Linked DNA regions of Mus musculus: region 2 is linked to region 1. The links are chromatin contacts, called in public ChIA-PET maps. All regions are on one chromosome and are shown on one strand. Each heading gives the region's core, a stretch centred on a gene start, on an enhancer-like site or on the middle of the called end of the contact. The rest is flanking DNA. Distances are from core to core; before and after follow the strand shown. Region 1 has its middle 28 kb from the start of Abcg3. Region 2 has its middle 12 kb from the start of Gbp6.

Region 1 (5,920 bases), core at 1,589-4,088:
AGGCTAAGCCACACTGTGTTATTTTAAAGTCATGAAGTATATAAATATTTTTAGAACCTTATAAGTTGGCACATACTTTGGCATGGTTAGAACTCCCAATGATCTTCTTAAGAAATAACTTCTCTATTAGAGGGACAGAGATGGTCAAAGGTTAAGAGCATTGGCTCTGGCAGAGGACATGGGCTGTGTCCTCAGCACACACATGGAGTCTTACAACCATCTCTAATTCCAATTCCAGGACATCTGAAGTCCTCTATTGGACTCCAAAGGCAATGCAGGAAAAGTCCCCATATACATAAAATAAAAAGCAAATCTAAATAATGTTTTAAAAAAGAAGTCACTTGTGTGATTTCACTGAAGAAAAAAAAGTGTTCTCATATTTTTAAAGCTACTTATATTTTATCTCATATTTTAATGCTATTAAAGATGGGGACCTTCATATGTGGAGATATATGATACGACCAACATTCTGAGAAGTTGGAAGTATGAACACATATTTCAATATGGTATACCAATTGTGGTGATTTAAACCTTAGGCTAATGGATTTGAATGCTTGGTCTACAGTTGGTAGAACTGGTTGGTGAGGATTAGGGGGTGTGTCCTTGTTGGAGCTGGTGTCACTTGGGTGGGCTTTGAGGTTTCAAAAGACTCACATTCCCATCTAGCTCTTTCTCTCTGCCTTGTGCTTGTGCATCAGAGGTAAGTAAGATCTCAGCTACTGCTCACCTGTGCACATGTTCCCTGTCATCATGGTCATGGAATCACCCTCTGAAACAATGAGCTTCAAATATAGTCTTTCTTCTGTACATTGCCTTGGTCATGGTACCTTAGTACAGAACTAGAAAAGTTACTAAGACATGAATATTATCAAATACCTATTTCTGTATAGAAAGACACAAAAGTACCGAATAATGTGCTACAATGAAATACTCAATGCACAGCACCACACAGAAGTAAGATTTTAAAAGGAGGCTCACAAATCCTGTGACCTTGACTCCTCATCCTGAGCCTTGCACTAGTGAAGATGTAAGAGCAGAAAACATTGGATTGCTGTAGACTGTTTCTATCATGATTGTTTTCAGATAACTATGCCATAGAATATTTTTTAAAATACTGGATGGTGAAAGACAGAACTTGCCAATCTGGAGAGTATAAATGTATTCTCTGTGGACATGTTGAAGCTTTCAGCTCTGGGGTTGCCTCCTGAGGATGAGGGAGCAGGAGTTACACTGAGCAGTGTTGCAGTGTTAAAGGCTTCTTTTTCTTCATTCCTAACCAAGTGAACACTGCCATTACCAGTATGATGGTTTGTATATGATAGGCCCAGAGAATGGTACTGTTAGGAGGTATGGCCTTGTTGAAGTAGGTGTCTCAGTGTGGTTGTGGGCTTTAAGATCCTCATTCAAGCATTCTGGAAGTCAGTATTCTGCTAACAGCCTTCAGAAGAGGATGTAGAACTATCAGCTCATCCTGTACCATGCTTGCCTGGATACTGCCATGGTCCCACCTGGATGATAATGGACTAAAACTCTGAACCTGTAAGACAGCCCCAAATATATGATGACCTTTATAGGACTTGTCTTGGTCATGGTATCTGTTCACAGCAGTAAAACCCTAAGACAGCCAGCAGTATTTGTGGTCCATGAGATACTGAAAGATGCCTGAGGGAGAATGTGATCCAAAAGCACCCACAGAAGTGATATAAGGTCATTGGTTTCATGATATGAAAGGGTTTTACAGAGTTCACTATGGACTTCGATTTTGTTTGGGCAGAACAAATATCAACTTAGAAGTCAGCCTCTTGGCCAAATGTCTCTAGACACTTCCATTTTCTGTCTGAGCTGTATTTGAATGCTCTTCCATTTCAGATACCTTCATGTTTTCACACAGAAAGTCAGAAGAATACACTGAAGATAAAATGGAAAATCTAGAGTAACTATTCCAGAGAAAATGAATGTAGATTCAGACATTCAAGACCCTTAGTAGCTTATAAGTAAGACATAGGTCTGATGTGGCTGTATCTATGATACTGAAGGTGACTATGTGCACACTGGGCATTGTTGACATGGGTAGAATTAGCTGCCATTGGAGTTTGGCTCGACCTCAGGAAGTATTGAGCTGATACTTTGGTACAATTATTATGAAGAAGCTCAGTGGTGGAAATATAATTGAAGTCTTGTGCCATTTCTAATGACTGGAGAACTTATTCATTCTTGTTGCTACGAATTTACTGACTTATCTTGAAGACTAACCCACTGTATTCAAAATATCAGTCCAAGGGAGGTCAGCATAACTTCTAAACACCAACAAGTAAGGGAGGAAATTATATTCTGGTTATGTCATTCTTTGATCACTGAGGCATGCTGTCAAAAAAAAATGTCACATACTTTGGGACTTTTACCCAGTTTTCCCTCAGAAATTTGCAAGGACTGACTATGAGTAGTTTCCATAGCTACGTGACAGGATGTCTTTCTCTGAGGGATGTAAAGACACATCTGTGTGCATGTGCACATGGGCATGTGATGTATCGAGTCTATTTGGTATTGCTGTATGTGTATGTATTTAGGGCTGACCACTTATGACTGGATAATCTAACAGGGGACTCCTACTTGAAGAACACAGATTCTCCCTCTCAGTAGCATTTATTGCCTATAGATCTTCATATAGGTGGAGTGCTTGGGAAATTCCCCTAATTTGGCAGCCTACCCTCTGAGGATTTCCTCCCATAGTGCTATGTACACTGCCATGGAAAAAGGCAGTCAGTAGTCCTACCCTGAGCTTTCTAACACCTTTCTGAGTACTGGGAGGCAGGCTGGAGCTCCACAAACCAACCACAGACCATCATTTGTGCAGTAGCAGCAGCCACATCAAAAGAAACAAAAGCCCAGGCTGAGCAAAATCCTGCACTACAGATGGAAGCAGCAGACAGCAGGCTGCAAGGACTACAGCAGCACCCAGAACTCCTAGAAACCTGTGACAAGCATCTGCAGAGGGCTTAGGCTGGGACAGTCTTCCCTGCTTAGTCTTACTTTCTTTATGTGTTCACATTCAGACAATCTGGACCCAAGTGATCCTTAAATCTGTCTTCTGACTGGAACAGCATACACTGTGGCATGTGAATACATGTGCATGCACAAAAATGAACGAATACATAGAACTTTTTGCACGGAAAAAAAAAAAAAAAAAGACTGACCAGGCACAGACTAAACTTGAGAAAAAGTATCTAAATCTGAGAGGAGGGAGAGCCTCAGGCTTCTCCCACTAGCTAGAGCTCACTGGAGCTTCAGCACTCCAGCTTCTGCTGCTACTCCTGTTGTCGATAGACAAGAACTCACTTAAAGATCCAGACCTCCTGCATCAGAGACAAGGATGCAATCACACTTCTCAGAGTGGCACTGGATCTTTGCTAACAGCCACGAGTCTCAAGAGTTCAAATCCACTCCCAATGAATTGTTGGATGCCTGTGGCAATCAGTTTTATTTCATTTAAAGTTGTTAAACCTGAATTAGTAAACAAACACCTTTGTTAGACTACGAGTCTTGAGGTGAGGACACTATCATCTCCTGTAGCATAACTCAGTTTAATGTATACATATATCTCATGCTCTCTGTAATCACTGGCCAGGTAGGACATCCTCAAATGCATTCAGTAGCAGTTATGTCTTGAGGTGGCAACAGATGTTTAATTGGATTTAATGTCTACTGAATTCTAACAAAATAAAGAAAAATTCGCTTTCCGATCTGCCAACCTCATTCTTAGAGAAGTCTGCTGAGACTCAGTAGGAGATATTCTCTGCTTACCACACCAACAGGTCAGGTCAGGAATAGTGTGTGTGTGTGTGTGTGTGTGTGTGTGTGTGTGTGTGTGTGTGCGTGCGTGACTGACTGACTGACTTAGATGTGGAGAATATATGTTTAAGAGCTGGTGACATATCAGTGGATACACTGGGGTTCACAATGTGTCCACTTCCTGTGTTTTAAAGACTGATGAGTTGGAAGTCAGGATAGAACTTTCACAATTGCCTTCTCTGCATTTGGGGAAATACTCACCACCAGCACACTTCTTTCTTGTAGACTTGGGCACAATAGAAACTTCTGCTTTCCTTGGTGGTTTTACTTTCTGAAAATTATCTAAAACAGACCCTGGAAATTCTACCTTCCTTCCATCTAAACACGTGGTTGGAGCTTCCACGTTCTGTTTTCTCAGCTCACATTCTTCTCCTTTCCCCCTTGAAGTGTCTCAGTCATCGTAGATATTCATTCTTCTTCTTCATGTTATCCTCAGCAAAGCCACTGTTCTTCTGTTCCTTGTTGGTGATATATATTTGACTTGTCCCATTTTTCCTCCCATAACTATTATTGACATTTACAGTGGCTTCAATGTCCATGTATTGACCAACACAACACACTGTTTCAGCCCTTGTAGTTTCACTCTTCCAAAACCATTTTTAGGCACTAGACTAAAATCCCACATATCAACAAAGCCTGATGTTTAATTTCGCATTAGTGAGGACCACATCTCACATTATATTTGGTCAAAGTTTCGTTTTGTTTTGTTTTGTTTTGCTTTTTCTTTTTCTGAATGTTCCTGTGTCTGCAACTCTCTTTCCCCATCAAGGGATCTACCTTTGACACGACATGTTTCTGGCCACCTCAACAAAGTCACTACCAAAATTAAAGGCTGTTCTTGTCCCTTTAACCCAAAGTCAAGCAGCCTCTGAATGAGGAGTGAGGATGATTCAAGGAAAGTCAGAAAGAAGACTCAGAAACAAAACTTAGAATTGGGAAGGCTGCGGGTGAATACGACATCAGCCTCGAGTTTATTTTATTAGCCTTCTTATATTCCTTAGTACCATGGGAAACAAAGTCACAAGGTAGCAGAAACAATGGGTGATGTACACACAGGACATCTGTTCCCATCCAGAGACTTCCCTGTTTCTTACACCAAGATTCATAGAATGTTCAACCCCTTGACTTGAAACTCAAGTGTATTTCCTCTTATTGTTCCATGAGTCAGCAGGCCAGGAAATCTGATAGCAGACCCTGACCTGCCTTGACTGTGCCTGGCAGGCAGAAGCAAACAAAATGGCTCCCAATAAAACAGCACCAAGATTTCTCCTTTACACAGTTCATCCTTTTGAACCTCCCATCTTACAAGAGATGAAGAGAGAGGAATTAAGCTTCTCCAAGATTCCAGAAATCATAGGAATGTCTATACTTTAATTTTGAAGTAATAAATTTAAGTACTTTTAAAAACAGATCATATTGTTCTAAAATAATATTTTTTTTGGATATGACGGGGCTATGACAGTAGTTATGATTGTTGGAACAAGATACACACGATCAAGCCAGTCAACATCCAGTATGGAGAAGCAGTGAGCTCTTGAGACCCCAACCCTAGCTGAGGAACTACTAGCAGTTGATATCTGGTGACTGGGAAAGGGAGAATGGGTTTTCTATGGGGGTGTGGGTCATAATAAATTGTCCATGGTCTGGTAGATGGTGTCTAATGTCAGGGACATGAGGCCAGCATTAATTTATTCAGAGTAAAAAGAAAGAGGAAGAGGTGCAGGATGAGAAGACATGAAGGTGGGAAGGGAACTGGAGGATGACTTAGAGTAGCTGGGGGTGTGTACACTCTAATTACATTATATTCATTAGTGCACTAATAAGGGTCCTTGTGTCTCTTTACTCATATGGTCCATTATCAATGTTAACAGTATATTCCTTTAAATCTTACTTGTAAGTATGTATATGTGTAAGCTGGGGACATGTGATGGAAGTACCAGGGGACCTTGAGTTTGAGAAAAGGAAGTCACATCCCTTGGAATTAGATTTACAGGTAGTTTTTACCTGCCCCTGGAACTGAGCTACCCTGGATGAGCATTCTGCATTCTTGACCCTGAGCCATCTCTGAGCT
Region 2 (5,920 bases), core at 2,075-4,574, 300 kb after region 1:
CAGACCAAGAGGAAGGAGAGTGGGTCATGCTTTCTGGTTGTAGACCAAGAAAGCAGGGAAGACCAACAGTGGGAGTTGCTAAGTGAAAATGGGGGAGGGATGTTTTTTGAGAGAGAGAGAGAATGAGCATGCCCACTGCCTCACATCAGGACAGCAGGCTATGGATTTGGACTGGTACCTCCTCCCTCTGAAAAAACAAAGAAAGAAAAGAAAGAGTTACACATTCTAACTGAGGGTTGACTAACAACTACACTAATAGTACCATCTATAATTATGTTTGAGTATAATATGTGTTTTAATTGACAACTTTTTGAGCGATATTTTCTTGTCCAGGTAGTTAGATAGGCTCATTTAGAAAAACTCTTAAAGACAGGAACAATAGCATGTTTTTGTATTACACCTGCCTCTTCCATACCTGCCTCTTCCACACTTTCTTCCTCTACTCCTGCCACTTCCACATCTGCCTCCCTTTCCTGAGATAATTTCATCATGTGTAAGGTTAATCATGCTGCTCCTTCTCTCCCTGCCCTGGGGTTTGAAGTTCTTATGGGGAAACTGTGATACTTTCCTCAGTTCTCATCGTATTTCAAATTCTAAACAGATATGTGGGAGCAGGAGGCAATCACACCCTTCCTTAAAATGAGAGAGAGGAGTCCCAAAGCTGGTTATTGGACAGTCCATTCTCAGTTCTCCAAAACCTCCTTATGTCTGAGTAAAGTGATTCCTAACCCTATATTCAGTAAGTAAAAATGATACAATTGTTTCTATTCATTGTGTGCCAGGTGGTACGGAGCACTACCTCCCAGCTGGGAAGGAGATGGAGCACATTCAGCATTCAGCACATCACTAGGTTTTTCTGTATTCCTGTTGAGTTAATTATAACAACCATGATTACAATACTGTAGATTGTGCACTTAGGAGTAACCATTCACTTTCTCATTGGATTCAAGGCCACTCCATGACATGGAGCCTACACATGGCATTACTAAAGAGACCCGAACCTGAATTCTTATGCCATAGGTCTAGGGTAGAATCAAATACTGATGTTCCTACAGAAGACTACAGCAATAAAGTGACTCCTTAAGACATACTACTTTGACCATGGAGTAAGGTCCCATGGGGTACCCTAGCCTCGTTCAGTCCACTTCAGAGATGCTTTCTCTTGCAGTAGATAGAAATCAGCACAGAGACCTACAACTGGTCAATGTGCAGACAGGGAGAGAGTTTGGAACTCTCAGTCTTAACTGGGACAAATTCATCACAATGCTCTTCTCTGGGTTCTGGGAACTACTTGGAAGAAGAGGCAGAAAGATTGTGAGATCCAGAGGTGATGGAAGACAACAGGAAATGAATGTCTTTCAGACACAAGACTGACACACATATAAATTCACAGAGACAGTTGAAGCATGCACAGGACCTGCACAGGTGTAAGTCAGAGGGGATCCCAGTGCTGAGATGGGTCCTGAACACAGGCTTTATGCCTAACCAAGAAGATATCTCCAACTGACAACTGTTTGCAAAGGAAACATCTGTTTTCTCCAAAGTACTCAGTGGGTAATTAACCACACTTACAGGTAGAACCCATGCCCAGCATATGATAGCTAACACAAAAGGAGATCAATGGTATTTGTGTAGACATTTTACCTCAAGTTGCTTTGTTTTTGTTTGGTTTCATTTTTATGGTGTGGGGGTAGCGTGTTTTCTTTTCTTATATTTTATTTAATTTTTTTCTTTCTTTATTCTGTTTTGTTTCCAAAGATTCTGTGAGAACACAAGGAGACCAACAAAGCACTTTTTTCCACAACAGGTAATTTTACCCCACATGTACAGCCAATTTCAGGCAGAGTTAGCATCCCTGTGATGGGCTTATCCTCCCCTTCCTGGGATGTTGCTCTCAGAACTACACTAACATCTTGTTTCCCAAGGACTATCTCATCTACTGAGTCCAAGTTGTTTCTAACTTGAACATGCAGTCTCTAAGTACATGCCCAGCAAAGCAAAGGCAAATCGAAGACTCCTCCATTTTCCTGTGGTACTTGAGTGAGCTCAAAGGCTGACTCAGAAGCTGCTGGGTCCAGATCTGAAGCCTGTTGCAGCAGAAAAGATGTTGTGCTCAGGAGTGTGGCCCTGGGCTTGGAAACAGTGGCATCAGCTGACACAGAACTGGGTTCATTATTTGTGAGAACCTCACTTCCAAATGGGAGACCCCAAAACTCAAAGACTAGTGTGAGAATCTCACTGAAGATCTGGAATGCCATTTTTCTAAAGATGCTAACTGTCACAAGTGAGGGAACCCACAGGCTCTCAACCCCTTACACTTGGCTACACACTCTCCTTTACCTTACACTTCCACTCTTGCTGACCATGAAGACATTCTCTAATGGGACTGTAGTGTCACTCTTTCGTTGTTCAGGTCTCTTCTGGTGTTCATATTCTTCTTTATGCCCCTGCCCTGCTCTGAAGGTATGTCGAGAGATTTTATAAATCTTTTTATAAACATTTTCATCAAGAATTTTCATAGAGTCTTAAAATAACAAACTTCTGATATTGCATTTTTACTATGTTTTCTCAGTAGCTATTCTCTGACAGATGACAGGAAGACTGTGCACAAACACAAACAGCTGAAAATCACACAGCCACACTGACTTTGGAAGCCCTGTGGGAGGCTTTAACTGTGGAGGGCAGGGAAACAGCAGACACTGAAGAGTCACAATGACAGTTCTGAGACTTCAGTAAAGTTTTCAACCCAAACCACCACCCATGCCAGGAAGCCTTTCTAGATGTGACACAGGTATGACAGTGTAAAATGCAGTGTCTACAAGCACTCTGCAGAAGTGCCCGGGGTGTGGACACATGGCTTAGTTTGTAGATCCCTGGCCATTCAAGCCTGAGGACCTGAGATTAGATCCCATGTGAGGCCATGTGAGGCTGCAGTGTGCAGATGCAACCTCAGTGCTAGTGTGGCAAGGCACGTGACAGCGGCAGAAGATACTGAGAAACAAAAGAGGTGCCCTGCCTCACACAGCATGGAGAGCAAGGAGCTCCACCACAGTGTGGCACACATGAACATGCACGCATTCATACAAATGTGTTGTGCACACAGCATGCACACACACATAGAGACAGAGTCAGTAAGAAAGAAACTGAGAGACAGAACAGAGAAAGAGAAAGACACAGAGACTTTTTAAAAACAAGAAAAATACCACAGGAGTAAGAAATTTAATAACCTTTGTACTTTAATTTTGTAGTTGGCTACCTTGGTGGAGCCTTCAAAAAAATCACTTTCCTATTTTGCTGACACAAAAATCAACTGAGTTTCTAGAAATGCCTCAGTTACCACATCCACTCCAGTAGTGACTCATGTGACAGGCCCAAAAGCCTGGACGCAGTCCCAAGGTGAAAAGTTAAATACCAAGGGGCCTCTCTTCCCAATGATACCAAGAAGTGGGAGTGGGTGGGTAGGAGAGCAGGGCAGGGGTAGTGTATAGGGAACTTTAGGAATAACATTTGAAATGTAAATAAAGAAAATATCAAAAAAACAAAACAAAACAAAAAAACCTAATAATACTAAAGTGAGCTTCTGTTTGCAGAGACATCCTTTGAAGTAGGGTGACTAATGCTTTGGGGATGAATCATCATAACAGAATTGTGGGTAGTAGTTTCATCATAGCCTATGGACTAATTTGCAATCAAAGAACACTTTTATTTCTTTGTCTTATATAATCCAACATTGAAATATAAGAAATTTTCAATAAATAAAATAAAAACAAGGGAAGGATTCTGAATACTAAAAAAAGAAAGAAAGAAAGAAAAAGAAAAGAAAAATTCAAGGAAATTTAGTCTCCTGACCCGTGGCATCCTGTAATAACGAATGCTCCAAATCTGTCCTTTCTTTAGTCGGTGAACAGATCTGTGTGCTTTCCCTCAATATTGCTTTATTTTAAGTGCCTCTAAGGACTGATTTTGACATATAGCTAAGTTAGGCTAGCCTCCACCAGTGTTCTAATGTCCTACCTAGGCAGTCCTTGAGCTGACCCTGGGCTTGGAATTCAGTAAGAATGTTACCTATACAGTTACATTCAGATTTAGCTCTAGTATTGTGAGAGAGATATTGAAAGAAATCAGGCATTATCTAGGAAGAAGGAAGGTTGTGGTTTAAGAAGGAACTAGAGTAAATATTTAGAACTATAGATAGCTGAGCCACTCCCATACACAGGAATTTGCAATGGCCTAGAGGGAAGGTGGACTATACAATAGACTAGAATTTGAACTATGGCAAGGGCATGAAGCCCCTACCCCTGGCTTTTAAGATTAAGCTGGCCTTAGGTGGGACTGCTTTTGATCCCAGTTGTTAACATTGATTTTATCCCAGTTGGTTCCTGTTAGCTTTTAAGTATGCATTCCTCTGTTTTGTTGTAAAAGTAATTTTGCATCAGATAATTTCAATGTACCTTGAATGGCCTTAATGTATCAATTAACTTCTTTGTCTCCTGTAATATAAAAGGCTGATGCTCACTTTGACAAAAATACATTCAGATACACTCTCTTTGTCCGTGTCTGTTTGTCACCCATCCACACCAACTCCTTGCTTGCCTGTAACCAGGTCCCTGATTTTTTTCCCATGAATTGAAGGGGGACAACTGAGGCCAGTCTGCAGCAGATTACAGAAGAGCTCAGTTCCTTTCAGTTTCAATGAGAATCATGTTCCAGGAAATTCCTTTCAGGGGCTGAGCTGTGTCAGGGTTGTCTCTCTGGCTGCACAGCAACCCTGCTAAGCTGAAAGTGCATTCAGTTTGGATGGTAAATTCTCAAAGGTCAAACCCCAGACACACGATTTCATGGCAGGTGTATGTATGACACACTTAAAATCTTTCTATATTTCAACTGCATGTAGACAGGCCTGCTGCATACATGAGCATGAACAGGCACACACACGTGCACACATATGCACATATATTACAGTGTACAGACATGCACACACACACAAACACATGCACACGCACACATACATACACACATAACACAGTGCACAGAAATGCATACCCACACCGACACATACATGTACACACATGCACATACATGATCTTGGGTGGTATAATAAATAGGTCATCATTCAGGTCCCTGAGTTTGGTTCCCAAGGCTGAAAAGAGGGTAAGGTGCTTTGTTTTCTCAGGTTTTTCAGGAGCTGTAGTGTGTCAACACCATCAGACACCTCCTCATGCTCACCTCATAGCTTCCGTGCTCCCTGCTCCTCACCCTCACTCCTCTCCTGTGTTCCCTGTTCCTCACCCTTACTCCTCCGCCATGCTTCTTGTTCCTCACACTCATGCCTCTTCATGCTCCCTACTCTTTACTCTCACTCCTCTACCGTGCTCCCTGCTCCTCACCCTCACTCCTCTCCTGGGCTCCCTGTTCCTCACCTTTACTCCTCTTTCATGCTCCCACCTCCCTACCTTCACTCCTTTCTTGAACAACCTCCAATAGTCATGCTCAGACTTCTCCCTCATGACCTCCAGACACTGAAACCTTAGGGGCTGAATTCTCTCTGTGAGAGCCCTTTAAAGCAGATCCAGCTCTCCCTCGGTGTTCACAGATGTTTCTTCATTATTTTAAACAATGCCCCACCTTATATGCTACTGTTTCCTACAAGAAAAAATGTACAAGATGTGACCAAATGGAAATAAAAAACAGAAAGGAACTTTCAAAGAACCGAGTAAAAAAGTCAGTTTGACTACCTCTCATGAGAAACAGTTTCTGGTGTATTAAGACTTGGAATAAGTCAAGAATCAAAAATGTGACTTACTCACAACTGAAAAGACAACAATGACTTCCTTCTCACAGGCTGTGTGACCATGAGCAGCCTCTGGAGCATGTCTGAGGGGAGCCTCAGTCACTGTGCCTTCTCCACAGCTACTGAGTT

Evidence for each region. ChIA-PET counts read pairs in DNA pulled down with a chosen protein or histone mark.
Region 2: an RNA polymerase II ChIA-PET map of effector CD8 T cells shows a contact between it and region 1, with 16 read pairs. The contact joins two enhancer-like sites. A contact is called at or near these places in 4 of 39 promoter capture datasets (the 3T3-L1 cell line, the C10 cell line, macrophages and 1 more), 1 of 484 Hi-C or Micro-C datasets (embryonic fibroblasts), 2 of 115 datasets of contacts at active chromatin or transcription factors (cardiomyocytes and effector CD8 T cells) and 2 of 9 other capture datasets (adipose tissue and macrophages).

The regions. Positions count from the first base shown.
Region 1 is chr5:105,007,738-105,013,657 of GRCm38.p6, forward strand. It overlaps a transcript of Gbp8 not described here. Among named protein-coding and RNA genes, the nearest start is that of Abcg3, 28 kb to the left of the region's middle. Within about 2 kb of position 2,839, at least 26 of the 459 cell types and tissues checked have an H3K27ac peak or open chromatin away from gene starts, as enhancers often do. A contact at or near this core is called in effector CD8 T cells, where this site is marked.
Region 2 is chr5:105,302,892-105,308,811 of GRCm38.p6, forward strand. No RefSeq gene overlaps it. Among named protein-coding and RNA genes, the nearest start is that of Gbp6, 12 kb to the left of the region's middle. Within about 2 kb of position 3,325, at least 27 of the 459 cell types and tissues checked have an H3K27ac peak or open chromatin away from gene starts, as enhancers often do. A contact at or near this core is called in effector CD8 T cells, where this site is marked.